3 separate regions of the Mus musculus genome follow, and regions 2 and 3 are each linked to region 1. The links are chromatin contacts, called in public HiChIP or PLAC-seq maps. All regions are on one chromosome and are shown on one strand. The core of a region is the stretch at or near the end of the contact, and the rest is flanking DNA. Distances in the headings are between cores, read along the strand shown.

The links. HiChIP or PLAC-seq counts read pairs in DNA pulled down with a chosen protein or histone mark.
Region 2: a contact with region 1 is called in an H3K4me3 HiChIP or PLAC-seq map of the 230-238 cell line, with 10 read pairs. The contact joins the enhancer-like site here to the promoter of Snrnp48 in region 1. A contact is called at or near these places in 6 of 39 promoter capture datasets (the 3T3-L1 cell line, the C10 cell line, cranial neural crest and 3 more), 1 of 15 datasets of contacts at CTCF or cohesin (the NIH/3T3 cell line), 9 of 484 Hi-C or Micro-C datasets (3T3-L1-derived adipocytes, the G1E-ER4 cell line, cerebral cortex and 5 more), 3 of 115 datasets of contacts at active chromatin or transcription factors (the 230-238 cell line, embryonic stem cells and large pre-B cells) and 3 of 9 other capture datasets (adipose tissue, embryonic stem cells and pancreatic islet).
Region 3: an H3K27ac HiChIP or PLAC-seq map of trophoblast stem cells shows a contact between it and region 1, with 3 times the contacts expected there. The contact joins the enhancer-like site here to the promoter of Snrnp48 in region 1. A contact is called at or near these places in 5 of 39 promoter capture datasets (the 3T3-L1 cell line, cranial neural crest, frontonasal cranial neural crest and 1 more), 6 of 484 Hi-C or Micro-C datasets (cerebellar granule neurons, double positive thymocytes, embryonic fibroblasts and 3 more), 3 of 115 datasets of contacts at active chromatin or transcription factors (embryonic limb bud, stem cell-derived neural progenitor cells and trophoblast stem cells) and 1 of 9 other capture datasets (liver).

Annotation. Positions count from the first base shown.
Region 1 is chr13:38,203,361-38,206,240 of GRCm38.p6, forward strand. It overlaps Snrnp48 (small nuclear ribonucleoprotein 48 (U11/U12)), which reads left to right and starts at 1,579. Exons shown (of 9, transcript NM_026382.2): 1 at 1,579-1,768. The coding sequence starts at 1,613.
Region 2 is chr13:38,502,120-38,504,819 of GRCm38.p6, forward strand. Txndc5 (thioredoxin domain containing 5) reads right to left here. Exons shown (of 10, transcript NM_145367.4): 8 at 2,605-2,687; 9 at 1,312-1,441. Among named protein-coding and RNA genes, the nearest start is that of Gm31834, 24 kb to the right of the region's middle. Within about 2 kb of position 1,257, at least 85 of the 459 cell types and tissues checked have an H3K27ac peak or open chromatin away from gene starts, as enhancers often do. A contact at or near this core is called in the 230-238 cell line, the G1E-ER4 cell line and adipose tissue, where this site is marked.
Region 3 is chr13:38,609,032-38,611,731 of GRCm38.p6, forward strand. All of the region lies in intron 4 of Bloc1s5 (biogenesis of lysosomal organelles complex-1, subunit 5, muted), which reads right to left. Among named protein-coding and RNA genes, the nearest start is that of Bloc1s5, 25 kb to the right of the region's middle. Within about 2 kb of position 1,305, at least 3 of the 459 cell types and tissues checked have an H3K27ac peak or open chromatin away from gene starts, as enhancers often do. A contact at or near this core is called in trophoblast stem cells, where this site is marked.

The sequences.
Region 1 (2,880 bases), core at 329-2,828:
CAATGACCTTTCTTTAGATAAGCACGCCGTGATCATCCATAAGGTTTCTGCTTCTGACACACTTGTTATTAAATTGGTTATTTGACACAACCACATGGTGAGTTCCAGGATGACTCATAAACCTGCTTTTGATAATTTTATTATAAACAAAAATGTTTATATTTGGTTTTTATTGAATTGAGCTTATCTATATCAAATTCCCCTTTTAGAAAAATGACTGCATAGCTAACTGCTACTCTGGCAACAGGCATCCATGTGGTACACAGACATATATGCAAAATATCATAAAATGCACTTTTTACATGAAAAATATTCAAGACAGCATGTTACTACCTGAGAGTTACAGTATTCTATGTTGTTAACAGGATGCTTTACAAACTGTTAAACTGTCACTGAACTAACATTTAGTCTCAGTGAATACAGTGTGGCCAATGACCACCTAGTGATTTCGAATTCAGGACCACCACTCTCAGGAGGAGAAGCCAAATGTAACTCAGACAGGAATTTGGTCTCTTAGATACCCCAGCACAGTCTCTCTCTCTCTCTCTCTCTCTCACACACACACACACAACAGGGTTTCTCTGTATATCCCTGGCTGTCCTGGAACTCACTTTAGACCAGGCTGGCCTCGAACTCAGAAATCTGCCTCCCAAGTGTCTGCCTTCCAAGTGCTGGCCAAGAGCCTGGCTCTCTCTCTTCCTTCCTTCCTTTCTTTCAAAGATTTATTTATTTATTATATGTAAGTACACTGTAGCTGTCTTCAGACACACCAGAAGAGGGCATCAGATCTCATTACGGGTGGTTGTGAGCCACCATGTGGTTGCTGGGATTTGAACTTCGGACCTTCGGAAGAGCAGTCGGGTGCTCTTACCCACTGAGCCATCTCACCAGCCCTCTTCCTTTCTTTCTTAAAGATATATCTATCTATCTATTTATCTAATGTATAGGAGTACACTGTAGCTGTCTTCAGACACACCAGAAGAGGGTATCAGATCCCATTTTAGATGGTTGTGAGCCACCTTGTGGTTCCTGGGAACTGAACTCAGGACACCTCTGGAAGAGCAGTCAATGCTCTTAACCAGTCCTGTTCTAAATTAAGAAATAATAACCAATTATAGCCAATTGGTTAAAACATAATAAATTGCTTTAAAAAGAATTTGAAGAGCCGTTTCAGGAATTTTCTGTTTGATCATGCATTGTGATTATGTAGGAAAATGTTCTGAGGATGTGCATAATAGCATTTGGGATAAAGAATCTAGAAGTAATTGTAAGAGGGAAAACGCTAATGAGCTGGAGAAAGGCTACACTGACACTTTCTGTGTTGTTCTTTAAACTTTCCTGCCGATATAAATAATTTCTCCTAAAAACATCGAAGGAGCAGCGGAATGATGCTCAAAGCTGGGACGCAAGTTCTAACCTGCTACGCAAACTAAACCCAGAAGAGCGTGGAAACACCTTTCAAAACTACCGCTTCCGCCCTGCCCGTCGGCTCTTCCCGATAGGCTGGCGCCATCCCGGGGCCCCGCCCACGGCTCCCAGAAGCCCGTGCGCGCCCAGAAGCTCGTGCGCGCCCAGCAGTTCCGCCTCTTCCTGCCTGAGGTGAGCTGCCATCATGGAGACCGAACCTCCTCCTCTGGAAGAGCGGCGTCGGCTCCAGGAGGAGCTGAGCGAGTTTGTGGAGAGCTGCTGCCGGACGCTGGAGGAGGTGACGGCGTCCCTGGGATGGAGCCTGGATCAGCTGGACCCCGGGGACGAGGCGGAGGCCGAGGTGAGGGGCGAGGTTGCCCGGCCTTTCCCGGGCCGCTGACTTCTCGCCGTGGGAAAGGCGCCCGGGGAGCCCACTTCTCTCCATCCCGGTGCGATGCAGGGGAGGACAGGGCTCGTCCGGTGCATATCCCGGGGGCGCTGCTGCTGAGGTTGGCGATTTGCTTCGTCATGATATAAGGATTCTGCATTGCGTTAGATTCAGTGTTCACTTTTCTCTATCTTAAACCCGGACGCTTCCCACTCGGACAGGACCGATTGTGGGACGATTAAAGGGCGCCACCAAGGAATGGTAGCTAGTAGCGGACCCCTAAGGAGTGTATTAGAGTGAATTATCCTGACTTATTTAATAGGTGCAGGATAGAGGGAATTTGCGTTGCGCGGTGATTTCTTATACCCTCTTCATTTACTATGATGCAGTAACAAGGTTTAAGTCATATGTCGATGGAAATATTTAAGATATATGCAATTTACGTACAAGCTAATCACCATTGTCTTAAAATTGAAGTGGAAATTGGAAAGAAAAAAAACCCTTCATTGTACCTTTACAAGTATATTTGGAGTTGTGAATTAACCAATATAGTTCATGGCTTAAAGCCTAGTAACGATGCTGTAAAAATGGATTTGGGGGACAACTGAAAAAGTTTGAGGTATGAATTGATAATTTTATGAAATTTCCAGACCATTGAGAATGGAGGGCCCCACCACTCCTTCATTTATTATCGAGATATTAGACAACATCGTGATATTAACACTTAACACGTTCTAAATGGCACTGCGTTACTTCATTTAAAATTCGTATCCCAAGGAGGCTAGAATAATTGGCAGCATTTTACAAATGAAGAAACAAAAACATCCCAGTGGGATTGGCAACTGGGACTTGCAGGCCTTCTGATTTCTGAGGTGTATTTTGCTTAACCGCTATATGAAAGTCCATTGTAAAACTCCCAGATTATCCAGTAAACCGTGAAGTACATGATTATCTGATACTCACTGTTGTAACTGGCTTAAAAAATCTGGTAAATGACATTGATAGTTTTGAGACTAGTCCAGATAATTAATCAATTTCCATGTTTCATGTGCACTTGTAGAGTTTGTCATGGTAACAGTGGGGGG
Region 2 (2,700 bases), core at 7-2,506, 300 kb after region 1:
AAATGGTACACACATAGCCCATCGTATGCTGAGCTCAGAAGAAACGTGCCAGTTAAACAGACCATCTCTCCAGCCATGGCCTTTTCCAGGGGTGTTTTGATTCGCTCATTCCTTTCAGCCCCATCCTTCAGCATGCCTGTTTATAACTGAAGGCTGAGCCCTTGGCTGGTTAAGACAAGACAGCTGCTGGACAGTTGTGGGGCTGTGAAAGGCAGCCTGTTTTGGTTGAGTGAAGCTTGCTCCAGAGACCCAGTAGAAAACTCTACAAGGGATGGAACAGTGAGCCAAGTTCCCAGAGACAGGTGCCTGATACCACAGAGCCCCAAGCTCTGGTATTCTAGCTAGACTCTACCCTCACAGTTACCTGACAATAGCCAGGTATGCTCCTCCCCACAGCTACCCTGCAACTACAAGATAGCCCAGCCCACTATAAAATGGGCTGCTTGGCTCTCCTCTCTCTTAAGCTCTCACCTTTCTTATTCTCATTTCTAGCCCTCCTTCTCTCCCCCCCCCCAAATCTCTTTACCGTCTCTCTTTCTCTCCACCTTTCTACAATAAAGCTCTAAAACCATAGACCATCTCTGTTCAAGGCCCTCTGTGCTTGAACTATGGGATAGGCTTTCCCCTAAAGAGCCGCGTGTAACCTCAGGCTTCAGAGAGAACCAAGGACTCTCACCAGCGTGCCCCCTATACCCCTGCCCTCTCCTCTCTTCAGCTCTGGGGATAATAGGGCTGCCCCTGGGGCCCCCACTTTGTTCTCAGCTCTTCCGAGACAGACAGCAGCGTCTGGGATGTCCAAGACAAAACTGTTATCTCTGGCTTCCGTGAGGCCCAGAGACCTTGGACCCCTTTCATCCCCCGAGGGCTGGGGTCCGTGGCTTCCCACAGCCAGACCCGGGGCTGAGTGGAGAGCAAGTGGAAGTCCTTCACGTCCACCCGTCCAGAGCACTGGAACTCTGGTGGGACGCAGGTTTTCTCCCACCCCTTTATCCCCCCACGTCCGCCGCCCAACAGCCGGTCAGCAGGCAGTACCCCACTCCCAACACGTCACATCTTAGGACCGTACAGCTAGACCCCAGCAAGAACCCAGAGCCCCACTCTGAAAGGCCAGCCTCCTCTGCTGCAAAAGGCCCTTTTTTTCTCAAATGGCACAACTCAAGATACAAATCACTCTCTAGGGAGGCCTGGCCAGAGTGAGCCAACTCATTCCATGATGCTGAGTGAAGGTCCCTTGGGGCACTGATCCAATCCTCAGCTCCACCTCCAGGCACATTTCGCCCCTCCCCCGCGCCTCCTCCCGGAGGTACCCACCGAGTACTTGCTGCAGACATTGCGCTCAGCGGTGCAGTCCACTTCTGCGATGGTGACATCTGACAAGCCTGGGAATTCCTTTTTAGAGAGCTCCTCCCAGGTAGGAGCCAGATTCTTACAGTGGCCACACCTAGAAGAGAGCAGGGGTTAGCTGTACCAAGATCTGGTCACCACACCCTCGTAGAATCAGTTAAAACCACCAAATTCTCCCACTGGGTGCACATGGGCCCGCCCTTCCTCTCCTAAGGAGGAAGTGAAAGCCCTGCCACCTTTGGTAGCCTGACAGAAGTGAGCAGGTTTGCAAAGTTAGACTCTGATCTCACAGAATGGTGAGCAGGGCTGACACCTAAAGTGACCGTGAGCAGCAGGGGGAGCGGGAATCACATGTGAGGTCACACAGTGATGGTGTAGATTGCACTGCCTGGGCAGGGCGTCCTTGATAGGTCATTCACAACAGAGCTCTGCTCAAATCTTCCCTTTGCTGCCGTTTGCTCTCTTTCTGCCTTCCCCACTTCTCTCTCCACTCACCTATCTGTACAGCTCTGGGGGCTTCTAAACTAAAAGGTTAATAGCATTGTGTGGCACCCTTTCTCCTTTGTTTCTCTTTGTAGCCCAGGCTGGCCACGAACTCACAGTCCTCCTGCTTTAGCATCCCTGGTGCTAAGACTTCAGGCCTGAGTCTCCTTTCTATTCAAGGGCAAAAGCTGCCCAACTCACGGGTCACATCCTCCTTAGCAGCACACCTGCATGCAGCAGCACCCCCGAGTGCACGAAGCACCAAGCTGATAGGGGTGTCACGGTGACCACTGTGTATTTGGGTTGATCATCTCTATGGACTGTGCTTGTTCAAATGGACTGTACTGACAAAGACATAAGGAAACTGAGGTTCAGGGCCATCACAGGACATGCAGGTTACAGCTGTTCATGGAAGTCATAGAACCCATCTGTCCTCCAGTGCCAGGCTATCTAGGTCTCGGTTTGCTCTCCGTCCACTGAGATTCTAGTCCCCGAGGACCCCGTGCCAGGAAGGTTTGGGTTACTAGGTCACGTACTGAATGGCTCGACGAGAAAGCTGAGCCCATCACAATTCACTGATGGTTTTGTTTGTGCCTAAGTAGGCTGAGCTTTAAAAGTGAATGCTCATCTTCCTCTCTAAAATAACGGTTGCTGCACGGGGTACAGTAGAGTCATTTCCTGCAAGGTGGCCTACGTGTGAGTGTGACCCGTGCCCACTCCGCTGAGACACATGCTGTGACAAGGAGCACTGGCACAATGTCTGAGATGGCAACTTACCACGGAGCATAGAACTTGACGAAGGTTATCCCCTGTGCAATAGTGTCCTCGAAGCTCTTCTCGGTGAGTGCCAGCACAGTGCCCTTCAGGGGAGAA
Region 3 (2,700 bases), core at 55-2,554, 410 kb after region 1:
GCCTATGGCGATCCCATTACACATCTGGTCTCCGATGCCAGCAGCACCACGGCAGAGGAACTTTACTAAGGGAAAATTCTGAATAGGCCAAATGAGGCTGCAAAGGCCTTTGGGAAGCCAATATGGTAGGCAGTGCCTGCTATCCTAGCATCCAGAGGCTGAGGCAGCCTGAAGGGTACTGGTGAGATCCTGCATCAGGAAGATTCAGAACGCCTGTTAGTAACACGCATGATGTTAGCTTTATCTGAGCTTTACACGGGCATAAAGAAGAAGACTTTAGGAAAAAGTATCAGTATAAAACCTATTAAATTATTTTACACAGAGCAATCTATACTTCTCTCCTCTGCACTTTCTAGTTCTATCAAGAAACAATGGCTATATTCAAACTCTATCAACAAGGCTCCGTGTGATGTCACTGCTCGCATGATAACATCATAAGGAAGCTAGCTACAGTCAGTAAGTGTCTGCGGTCGAGATGAAACAGAAGCCTGCACAGTCAAGTCCTTGTCATTGGGCCGGCTGGAACGGGTTGCCAAAGTAGATGCATGCCCACGGAGCCACGTTTATATTCTGACCACTGTCCCCGGCCACCTCATCTTTCCATGACTGTTTTGGAGTGAGTGGACGTCACAAGTTAACTGTATTTTCAGTTCACTATTCTCTCAGCACCAAGAACACACTCTGTATTAGGGCAGGTCTTAAGACATGCGGAATCACAGCAGAATGGGCATATATTGTTCCTTTGAATGTTCTTTTAGATATCAATTGTGGGAAATGTGATTTGGACAAATGATGCTTATCAATTTACTTCCCACAGAATTCCACAAATTGTCTTAATATAAAAGAATTACTGATTAATGGTAACAGCCTATTTTATTCCATTACTACTTCCATCTTTCTTTGTTTGGGGAGCCTTTCAAATATACAAAATGTGGCCAACAGGATAACCCAAGGCAACAACTAATATTAGACAGGAAAGTGCAAACCGGGGTCATTTTTCATCTGTACATACTTGCTGTACAAGGAACTAATTGACCTTTATGACAAATATGTGTTATGTATATGTGTGTATGTGGTGTGTATGTGTATGTATGCATGTACTATGTGTATGTGTGTCTTCTAAAACCTTTGTCAAACTTTGAGTAAAACCTTGGCTTTGCCAAACCTTGAGGAGGAGGTAGGGTGGCAGTAAAATCAAACAATTTTCAGGCCCTGCAGCCACATACTTCCAATGCTCTGTTGGTTAGGTAAGTATAACACTGAAAGAATTAGGACTTAGACTAAAGGCTTATCCCAGGAAGCATGTAAGGAATTCTCACTTACGCTGCTCTGTGAAATGCACATCCTCCATAACGTCAAGACAATGTATTAACCTGTCTGGAGGGAGAACTCAGAGCCCCTCACAATGCCAGACCCACTGGCTGTGCTAGTCCTTGGTGAAAGAGCAGTGCAGTATATTCCAACACTCCTAGGCAAAGCCAGGCACCACGCCAAAGTCTCTGTCATGAACTTGGGATCAAGAAGCAGGAAGGTCAGGAGTTTATGGCCAGCCTTCGCTAGAGAGCAAGCATGAGGTTAGCTTAAGTACTATCAGATCATATCTGAAAATAACAAACAAACAAAAGTGTGCAGCCAGCATTCTACCAGATACTCTGTTCTCACAAACAGAAGCGGTCTTGCCAGTAACAAAGTGTGCAGCCCGGGCCTCAGGGTCCTCCACACACACCTAGAGCTGACACTGGACAGCCAAGCCAGCGCTCACTGCCTCCTCTTCCTTGTCTTTGATTCGGCCGTTGTCCTCACACTCCCACAGCCTTCCACACACTAGCATCTGAACCCTGCTTGCCAAATGGCGTCAGGCATGGAGAGCCACAGCTTCCTAATCGTCCCTTCTGCTGAGAGCACACAAGGCTCCTGTAGCCTGGCCACAGTGCACACGTTGCCCATCTTCTATCAGTATTGTGGTTTATGACTCCAGGGCTTTAGCTCCCCAGGTCTAGAAACCGCCTTCACCTTAACAAACAAGAAAGTGCTCCCCTGGTGGCTGTTGGTAAAGCACAGATTAAACCATACTTGCTGCCCAGGCTGGCCTGTCCACTCCAGTCCCTGCCTGCACTTCCTCAGTGCTGTGCTAGTGTTCCATCCGATACAGGTCTCCCAACCACAACTCTGCCTCGATATGTCCTCTGTGCTCAGCAAAGTTCGGCTTCCGGAGCTGGGCTCTTGAACCCTAGGGTAGCCAACCCATCTGGCTTACACACCAGGTCCTTCCAGTAAGGTTTGTGCCATGCAATTATCGAGTTTCCAAACTCTCTATGGGCACCCAGAATTGGATAAAGGATGTGAAATCACAACTCTGGTAGGATTCATTCCATTTCCCACCTATGCTGTGGCAGACCTCAGTTAATGAGAATACACAAGAGAAGGGTTTGCTTTCAGAGTGATTAGACGTTTCAACATCTGTACTAGTAAATGTGATGTGTATTTTTATTAATGTAGAGCAATGAATAAATTACTGAAACACTAAGAAATGTCCAGGTGAAACCACCACATTATCTCATTAACTTACATTTTACCCTGCTTTTCCACATTTGGGTTATGATACAGTTCAATGTAAGCCGAGCATTGTCTAGCTAAGGCCAGAAACTGTGATTGTCCACTGAGCACTTGCCACCTTATCTAAAGGGACATGCAGATGCC